2 separate regions of the Anas platyrhynchos genome follow, and region 2 is linked to region 1. A link is a contact called in public Hi-C data. All regions are on one chromosome and are shown on one strand. The core of a region is the stretch at or near the end of the contact, and the rest is flanking DNA. Distances in the headings are between cores, read along the strand shown. Region 1 holds the start of MCMDC2 (minichromosome maintenance domain containing 2). Region 2 overlaps ADHFE1 (alcohol dehydrogenase iron containing 1).

The links. Hi-C and Micro-C count contacts between places; a contact is called where the count stands out from the background.
Region 2: a Hi-C map of liver shows a contact between it and region 1, with 3 times the contacts expected there. The contact joins the enhancer-like site here to the promoter of MCMDC2 in region 1. A contact is called at or near these places in 3 of 8 Hi-C or Micro-C datasets (liver, skeletal muscle and subcutaneous adipose tissue).

The regions. Positions count from the first base shown.
Region 1 is chr2:35,955,760-35,960,570 of IASCAAS_PekinDuck_T2T, forward strand. MCMDC2 (minichromosome maintenance domain containing 2) reads right to left here and starts at 1,790. Exons shown (of 15, transcript XM_072034563.1): 1 at 827-1,790. It overlaps SGK3 (serum/glucocorticoid regulated kinase family member 3), which reads right to left. Exons shown (of 17, transcript XM_038174552.2): 16 at 4,595-4,684; 17 at 3,293-4,234. The coding sequence ends at 4,064.
Region 2 is chr2:36,119,497-36,124,257 of IASCAAS_PekinDuck_T2T, forward strand. It overlaps ADHFE1 (alcohol dehydrogenase iron containing 1), which reads right to left. Exons shown (of 15, transcript XM_038174900.2): 13 at 1,670-1,827. Among named protein-coding and RNA genes, the nearest start is that of ADHFE1, 14 kb to the right of the region's middle. Within about 2 kb of position 2,730, at least 4 of the 8 cell types and tissues checked have an H3K27ac peak or open chromatin away from gene starts, as enhancers often do. A contact at or near this core is called in subcutaneous adipose tissue, where this site is marked.

The DNA of each region.
Region 1 (4,811 bases), core at 540-3,039:
ATTTATAGGCATAATCATCCTAGCAAAAGTAAGACTTAAATAACTGCTTTATCTGAGAAAGCTGTCTGTCATAGTTGTTGGAAGTATGAAACCAGTCAACATCTTTTCTTAAATCGGACTTTCTCAGTTTGCTGTCACCTCCTGTAGCATTCATTTAATGCACAGCTCTTGCACACACTTGTGTTTGTCAGTGTACACAGATCAGTTCTTACTTCTGATGGAAAAAAACCTTCAGGACTAGAGTTTTGGTCTGGAAGGTGACCATGACCAGTGTTTTCTCATTGCGCATTACTTCCATATCTGCATTTTTAAGAGTAGAATCTCACCACATGAAGCACTTCACTTACAAATTTACTGTAGAAGGAGAACTAAGGCCAAAATGTGGTATTCTATCACATCTATTTTACTGCCTTACAGATTTTCTTTCAAAAAGCATCATCTGTCTTCTCTGTAAACGGCCAATGTGAAGCCACACTTAAATCTTCAAAAATAGATATAACTACTTGGCACAGGACAAAATCACAGAATTTATAGGCTGAAGAGAAAGCAAAGCTCTTTGTTTACAAACGATAACCTGCAGGAAGCCACAGAACTGGGTGTTGTTGTACAGACAGATCAATATTTGTCAGTGAAATAACTGGGTACCTGCGGTGCACCCTTATGGTTGTTGTGTAAAACTTCTCTGAGAAACGCACCTTGTGGGCTGGCTAGATGTGTTGCAGTGGCCTGAGGTATCAAATTTTAAGCACAAATTGAAGAAGAATTTATGTTAGGGATTCTTTTTCAGTTTCTTTGGGATTACTCCCACACAATTGCTGCTCCATACCTCAAAATCTCCCACACGAAGGGATTCAAACCTAACAGAGCCCCAAACCACCTCAGGACAATTCCTTCTCTCCCTCCCTGCCCCAGGTTGTCCCCCGGGAGCAGCGGGGGGCTGAGGGGAGCCCGGCGGCAAGAGGGGGCCGCCTGCGCCCCCCTCTCGCCTCAGCCCGGCAGCCGTTGGCGCTGGGCGGGAAAAGTTCCCGCGGCCGCTGAGGGGGGAAACACCGAGCCCGAGCCCCCTCAGGGCGGCCGCGGCTCTGGCAGGCACCGCGCACCGACCCTACAGTAAATAAATAGTAAAGCCCAGGATGGCTTTAAAAACAATCATTAATAAACACTACAGAGTCTACTGTGTTTAGCGTAAGCAAACTTACCCCTCCAGACTGCACCACAAAACTTTGTGTCTTATTTCAGTTAATGTTTTTCCAACCACCGTGCACCACCACTGCTCCTGCCTCCCTTTATCAACTGGTTGCCACCTGAGGAAGGGAATGGCATAGGTCATGCCTCTGTAGGCTCCCTGCAGCTCTACTATCCAGATTTTACTATCATTTCAGATTTCATAGAATCATTAAGGTTGGAAGAGACCTTCGAGATCATCTGGTGCAACCACCCCCCTACTACCAATATATTGCTAAATCATGTCCCTAAGCACCACATCCAATCTTGCCTTTTCAACTCTGCCTTCTGTGAAGAGGCTACCACACCTTAAATCCAGTCATCTCTGCAAAGCATTACCATGAAATGCAGAGAGGTACACAACAAGACCTATGGAAGTAGCGCGAGGTTTTACTGCTTGGTTTTGCACACTGTTGGTTACTCTACCTGTGCGAGTCCTGATCTAACGGGGGCATTTCACAATATGAAATACAGCAGAAGGAACAAAATGAACCTAAGGAACAAAACGAACCTAAGTATTTGAAGTGAAATGTTGACACATTCACACTTAGCCAAAAAGGCACAGCTTGCCGAAAGAAAAAAAAAAAAAAAAAACAACAACAAAACAAATAAGCAACAAATTAAGCAAGCAATAACTACCATTGTCATCTTAAAAAAGGGGGGAACAATACATTTGACAAGAAAGGCAAAATAAAGAAGCTCCACATCTTTTAACCCAAGCAGGTGACTAGCTCTAGGCATCGTGGAAATAGAGGACAAGTGAAGGGGTGCAGCATGTACCACACTGAAGTATTCTCCTTCCTTGTCATCTCTCTACAGTACTGCACTTCTTTGTTGTGAGAGGCAAAAAAAAAAAAAAAAAAAGTTGCAGTACATTTCCCTGTGGTAAGCAGAATGCTGTTCCAGCAGCTTGCAGAATCATTTCAGGTGTATGAAGAGTAAAAGCTTAGTATGAGAATGGGTATTTCCTTTCTTCAAATCAATTTATCCCTTCTACTCCATTAGAAAGGCCTATTGGAGAGAAGAAAAAAAAAAAAAAAAAGGCTTGCTGCCAAACAATTACAACTGCAAGAATGTGATTCATTTAGTTACTGCTATCCTGAACAGCTGCATAGATTATTTCCAAACTTCTCAAAACTTTACAGTGGCACTATGGGAAATGAGCACTGCTCCACTCCCACAAATGATAGTCCCCCTTCCTTCCTTCCCTTCCAATGTTAATTCGTTCATATTTTACCCAGAGACTTCTTCCCATACCTCACACACCAACTATTCAGCATTACTCAAGCATTATGCAAGAGAAGTGGAATAAGCAAAGAATCCTGTTTTAGCTTCCACTTTTTTTTTTGCTGTTGATAACATTAATTTCAGAAGAATTATGATTTGACAGACAATTGTTCGTGATATTCTCAATTTTTAACTGATCTTGATGCAATGCAAGTAGTAGTTCTCTTAGCTAGTTCTTACTTCATCAGAAAGGAAACCATTTAGATACTGAAATTTATCTAACACTTAACTCTGGCTGCTCCTCTGTGTCTTACCAGACTTCTCTCAAACCAAGGCATTTAACTGAATGCATTTATGAACAAAAAAACACAGAGCGTTTTTTGAAGTAACAGACAAAAATAAGTTGTTATTTACAGGTAATATATAATACTACCATAATAGGCTTTTACACGCTGTAACTGCGGTCAATTTTTGCATTGTTAAAAGTTTTCCTTAAACAGAAGTTGATCAGAACGATCAGTTTGTCCATACACGTGTATGTTACGAGAAATACAATAACTTTTCACATTCTAAAAATTACCGACGTAATTTACATTACTTCTTCCAAATATCAAGTGAAGATTTAAAAATGGTGCAAAATGGGAGACAGAAGGACAAGTAGCTATGCATGTTTAAGTACAATCGATTTGGAACATAATTAGTGTTTCAAGCTATATACCAGTGAGAAAAATGCTTAAATATTTGGCATGATCCCCTCACCACCCATCCCTGGAAGGTTAAAGCAAGATAGCCTTTCAAAGTAGCGGTGATTATTGCTAATTATATCTTTGGAAAAGCAGAGTTTTAACAAAAAATATTTTTAATGCAGTTGAAATCCAGACATTTACCTCAGGGAGGAAAAAAGGTAGAACACGTGATCAGTAATGTTATCAATTCAATACAGTTAATTTGTTCTATCCTTGCTTTGAGTAATCCCCCATGCCTCATAATCCAGTTGAGTGAATTAGGTACTCTAGCAAATGCAAAAACGACAATCCAGTTTTACATGCCCAGCTCTTCATTCTACAGAAATCCTCGAAGCATCTCAGTGTTAACTTAAATTAAACCTTCATTTAAGTGCTGACAGGTTAAGTTAACAAATTTCAAACTGATAAAACAGGGAAAACATTCACCTTTTTTAAACCAGGATATACAAAAGACAATTTGCATAGTTACAATTCAAGCACAAAGTCACTGTAAATAGGTACAAAGGCATTTATAAATTTACTAAATTTGCTGCTTTTTGTGCCAGCCTAATCTTAGATACATATGAATGTAAACTTGAAGGGACTGAGGAGAACAGTCAGTGTTTTTGCTTAAAAAAATACGTAAATGTAGAGAACATTATTTAAAGTTTTTAAAAATATTTTCTGCAGCAGGAATAAACAGTTCAGACCCCAAAGAAAGCCATCCAAAATGCCCAAATTCCTCCTATACAGCAGAGAAAGTTTGTTCATAGGTTTTAAACCTACATACAAAACGAGGCACAGGTTACACTATTTTGGAATGTGTTCATAACTCTAAGATTTCAGTTCATCCCAAGACTTCCAAAACACCGTTGGCTTCTAACTTCCTAGGAAAACATATCTTCAGAAGGTGGTGCATAAGAAAATCCAACAAATGCATCATCTGCCTCTAGGACACTGGCATTAACAATGTTGTAATCAGAAGAAATGCAAACTGAGTACGGGACCATCTCTTCTGTAAACACGGCATCAAAATTCCCAATATCATCTGGGCCAACCTAGAAAACAGGAAGATCAATCAGTTGTCACATTAATACTGTGTTTTTAAAAGCTATGCATCTCCTGTAGATTTCAAATTTAACTCCTGAGATCATCTACTCTGTGTAATTCTTTCGTATGTAAACACAGAAAGCTTAAAGCAGCACACTACAGCATCCCTGACAGTTATTAAAAGCTTGCTTGTTTCTTTTAGGCTGCTGGCATTCAGGCCAGAAGTGATACACATTTATGATGTGATAAACCTGAGAAATACTAAGGAATACCTCTTTCTTAAGTGAGTGTTAGGGAGCTGCAAAAACTTAAAAAAATAGTATTTTAAAGGCAGAATTTTGGCAGCTATGAACTGAAACAGCACCTACCACATTAGGATTAAACGGCGGCGGAATCTTCTTCTGAAGAAGGTCAGTCCAGCTGAGAGATTCAAAGAATGGGTGCTTTTGAATTTCAAGCTGCAGTAGGGAACAGAGATAACAAGCATTTCAGAAATCCAACCTGTGCATCATAGTAAATACTACTTCAGATTGCATGCACAAACAAAACCTAAGGAAGTCAAGTCCTTCATTCAGTTTATTTTGC
Region 2 (4,761 bases), core at 1,480-3,979, 160 kb after region 1:
GGTTGCAGGGGTGGGTGGGCTGCTGCCATCGCTCATTATCAGCCTTCCTCATCTCCCCCCTGAAACCCACACAGGGCCAGCCACCTTTTTGGCCTTGGGACGTGATCTTCCTTGATAGATCTTCCTTGATAGACTCACCTCGCTGTTGTGAATGGGATCAATTCCAACAGACTCCTTTAAAAAGAAAACCAAAATCCTATTCTAACTTCAGGTTTGCCCCAGAATAGCTCCAGCCCTGCAGCACGAAGTACACCTGGCTGACTGATGGTATTAGCAGCAGCGGCCTGCAGCACACTGCCTTGCCAGCACGAATGGGTGGCTGCTGTGTTCTGAAGAAAACTTACTGAAAGGTGAAAAGAAAATAAATATATCAAAGACTGACCTGTATGGACTAGCTCTGTAGGTAATGGACTGTTAAGGAATACTAATATGTTCCCAGTATGGTACAAATATACAAAATGAGGTTTGAGAAACTACCAAGTCAGCTCGTTTTACACAGCACAATTAATCACCAATGCAGTGAGATGACAGTAAATGAATTAAAAGTCAATCTGAGATAAGCTAACAAAAAAATAACAACAACAAATAAAACCTTCAATGTCTAGCTAAAGAGACTTCCCCCTCTCTTAGCTACACAAAACATGCCTTCAATGAGATGTTGTGCTTGTGCTGCCCCAAAATAAATGTTTTAAAGAAAGCATACTAGGAAAACAAACCTCCAAAATGCCCCATAACAATTTATGTGCATAACCTATTTGATGCATACTCTGACACTACTTCTTCCTGGCTTTGCCACTTGATCCCAAGTAGCTGCATCTCTGGGTCTCATTTCCTCAGGTGTAAAATAGGAGTATCATTATTTACTCTCTATTGTAAGCTACTCTGAGATTTATCAATGAGAACTAGACATGATAAGAGATCCTGCTGCAAGAAGTGATTAACCTTTCAGCCTACAAATTTTTCATTTTCACCATATTGTTTATTTCCCTTGCTATTTGGTGGAAATAAATCCTGAATAGACAGAGCAGTCCATAGCACATGAATTGAGCTGTCTTTTTACAAGGAAGACACCGGATTTTGCTTTTGGTGTGGTGTGTTGCTTTTTGCAGTGTCTTTGTGAGCACTGAAACAATAAAGGGTATTACAAGTTTAAACTACACCGTCCCAGGGGACCTTATTTCAAATTCTGATGGGGGTCAATGGAACAAAAAAGCCATCTGTGGAAAAAAAAGTGTGACTTCTCAGTATGGAAAAGTTTATTGCAAAGTCAGCTTCGCCATTCTTACCAAGTAGTGCTTGGTGTTAAGGTTTTATCTTTAACCCATCCTGCACATACAACTAACAGAGATATTTAAGAGAAAACAGTTTATTCCACCAAGATCAAAGCTCTACGAAAACCATCCCCTTTTTTAAAAACTTGGAGTTTAAAAAACACCCTGTTCTTTCTGGACCCATGCAAAGAACAGACTGCAGCATGCACACCATCTCCCTGAAAATAAAACTTACACCATGTAGAGAGAAGAACAGTTGACTATACCTTACTTTCTCCATTGTGTTTTCATGTAGGACTATAAACAACATTTGCTTGAAAAGAAACCCTTCTGTTTTTTTTTTTTTTAAATCTGCTCTATTTCATTTGATGAGAAAAAACTTTTACTTTCTGTCTTACCTGAGGCAGAGTGCCTTTGACTAATGCAGGGATGTCTGCTTTAGAATACCCAATTGCAGCTAAGCCATCATCAACATTCAGATCAAATAGGAATTTCCGGAGCGTGTCTGCCAAAATAAACCCCGCGTCTTTGATTCTGGCAGTGCGGATGTCAGCTCCTAAAATAAGACATAATGCCTTGACTGTAGGGTGGAGAGAGAGGAGGAAGCCTGTTCTGGACTTAATTTAATCATAATATCAGCTGAATACATATCCATACATAACAGTCGCTGCCCTAAAAGCAACATGAAGTAAAAAGAGGAATCAGTCTTCATTTTACAGTCAGGGTGATTGGTAAAAGGTGAAATAAAACAAGATCAGGAGAAGCAGGTAACCACTGCCAGAAATACTAACTGCCACATGGAGTTAGCTTCCTCTCCCTCTGTGCTTACAGGGAGAAGCACTCTTCAGTCTGACTAACTGCTGGGAGGAAAGAAGCTAGCACATGAACGTCAGCATTATTTATTTTTTATGGACAGCCTGCCAGATGCTACTTTTATTTTAAGGCCTTGAGTTTGCTGACATCTAGAGGACATGGAAACCAGTGACCAAATAATTTCCTACTTGCTCTGTTTAATTGCACATTCAAAGAGAGGACGAGAGTGCAGAGGCCGAGAAAGATAGGAGCTGGCAGGGCAGAGGTTTAATAGGTTAAATAAATCCTGCAGTTAATGCTGTTTGAATCTGTGCTTCCTTGTGTAGGATAACACAGAATGGAAGAGGAGGAATTGCTATCTTTGAGACATCCACTGTACAGCAATGAAAGCTTCAATATAAACTGAAATACAAAATTACAGAATAGCTTGCTCCCCCTTCTTCAATGAATGGTCAAGAATTAAAAAAAAATAATAATAAAAAAACCTGCACGTCCCTATAGAAGATGGAGCTTCCTCCCTGTGATTTCTCTTCCAAGCAAGCTGAGCCAAGTTTGTTCTCTGCGTAACCTCGATGATGTTACACCAGAACTATGCTGGGCCCAAGAACCATGCTGAGAGATGAGTAAGAGCACAACATAGCTACGGGAGAAATGTTTTCTGTGACCCTCCTGCGGTTCAGGGTAACATGCACGGGTGACTAAGCGAACAGGAGACCAACAAACTCATTTGAGGAGCTCGGATATTTGGGTAGTAAGAGGGGCAGTACTGGGGTAGAGACCGTCAGGGAGAAATTGATGAATAACATGACAGAGTACTGTATGCAGACTGATGCCACAGGGCAATGTCATGCTACCTGAGCTTAATTGTAGAGGAGGCATCGGGACATAAAGGTGATCCACTATCTTCAGGTAGTAAAGTGAAAAGGGAAAGGGAGTGGGGGAAAAAAAAAAGGACAAAAAAAGGTTTTGTTATTTTCTTTTTGCTCAGCCTAAAGGATCCATTAGTCACTGACTGCACTCCGAACATTTCTGGCCACACACACACTTATTTCTACTGTTAAAGAATCCACCCGAGGAGGTATTAAGCTTTTTCTGGCTGTACCCAAATTCACAGCTGTACATACACACAACATGACTATTTAGTAATCTTCTCCACATTATAAAATAGCTCCTCAGTCACTGCATCTGGCAACATGACAGATTTGAATCAGCTACTGGAGTCAGTTGGATTCCAGACTTGAATCAAGAGCAAACACCCCAGGTGGGAGTTAATAACTTCACTTCCACGTGACATCTTTTCAGCAGGGACACTTTACAGCAAGGCAGACACTAACAGAGCTTAAATTTCTATTGAGAATATTAACGGAGCTTCTAGAAGCAGAATTGATGGCAGCTGTTCAAACCACAAAACCTAAAGGAACTACTTTTCAACAGCGAGTTTTAAAATCAGGGAGCCAGAGATCAAACTCTCCGATACGCTGTGCAGGCCAGTTATCTGACAACAGCCCACTTTATATGAGCTGTATGCTACTGCTGCAGGAACACAGGCATTTTGTAGCTAAGTATCTCTCCAGCTAGGCTGTGAGGTTGTGTTCTGTTTATGACCACAGGCAGGGCTGCAGGAGGACGGCTGAGCAAATCTCAGAACCAAAAATAATAAAATAAACGGAACTCTCCTCCAATCTATTTATTCCTGAGCATGTTGTTTTACACCCTCTGCAATACAGCTGTGGTATTTTCACTGTCTATCCAGGAGTCTTTGCTGAGAAGCACGGTGCTTTCAGCCTACATACACAGGGAAGCCATACACATGGCTGGACTGCTGCGACTTGCAGGCAGAAGGCTGACCATACAAGGGATTGAGTACGAATTTTCCAAATACCAGGAGAGTTGCTCTACCCACTTTCTCTCTGCTGTCTACGCTGCTGTGCACATGACTGTGGTTGCTCACTCCTCAAGATAGAGAGCACGGGTATTAGCTGCAGTTTAGCTACAACACAGAACTGAGTGCAGGCAGCAAAGCTGGCCTTAGATATAAATAAATGAACCCACAGGAGAGCCATGCTGTCACAGCAAGGCTGCTAACAGCTCCAGGACTACGTCACTGAGAGCTGGTTTGCTATACATAGCCGTGCTGGGGGTGCAACAAAGCTATCCTAGCTCCAGGACATCTTCCAGCAAAGGGCTGTACGGATTTATGAGCCACTGTACAAAAAGGAAATCTTAAAATGTGTTGTCGGCTTGCAGCATTTATTGTCATTCTGGTAAGGAGCAGAAAAGGGCAGCTGAGCCATCGCAGAGGTGTCCACGGAACAGCTACTCTGTGCTATCCCTTGGTATCAGCCACTGAGAAATTCCATCACCTACAGATAATCTAATCTACTATCTTACACCTACGTTAGAAGGACAGAAAGCCACGGTTATTGTTTGCCTTGGAAAAGGAGCAGGAGCGATCCAGAACACCACTCTGTCCTAATTCAGTGCAACAGCAGGGGATTTGTTGGGCAAAATGCTTTCTTTTTGCAAACAGATGCAGCTGAGCATTGGTTTATTTTATGGTATCTGCTTTAAAGTAACTTCTCTCCATAAAGCACCAAGAAATGTTGATCACAGTTACACTCTCCTGATCTGTAAGGTATCTAGTGAATTTCAGCTTTCCAGTTTTCTAGTCAAGAAG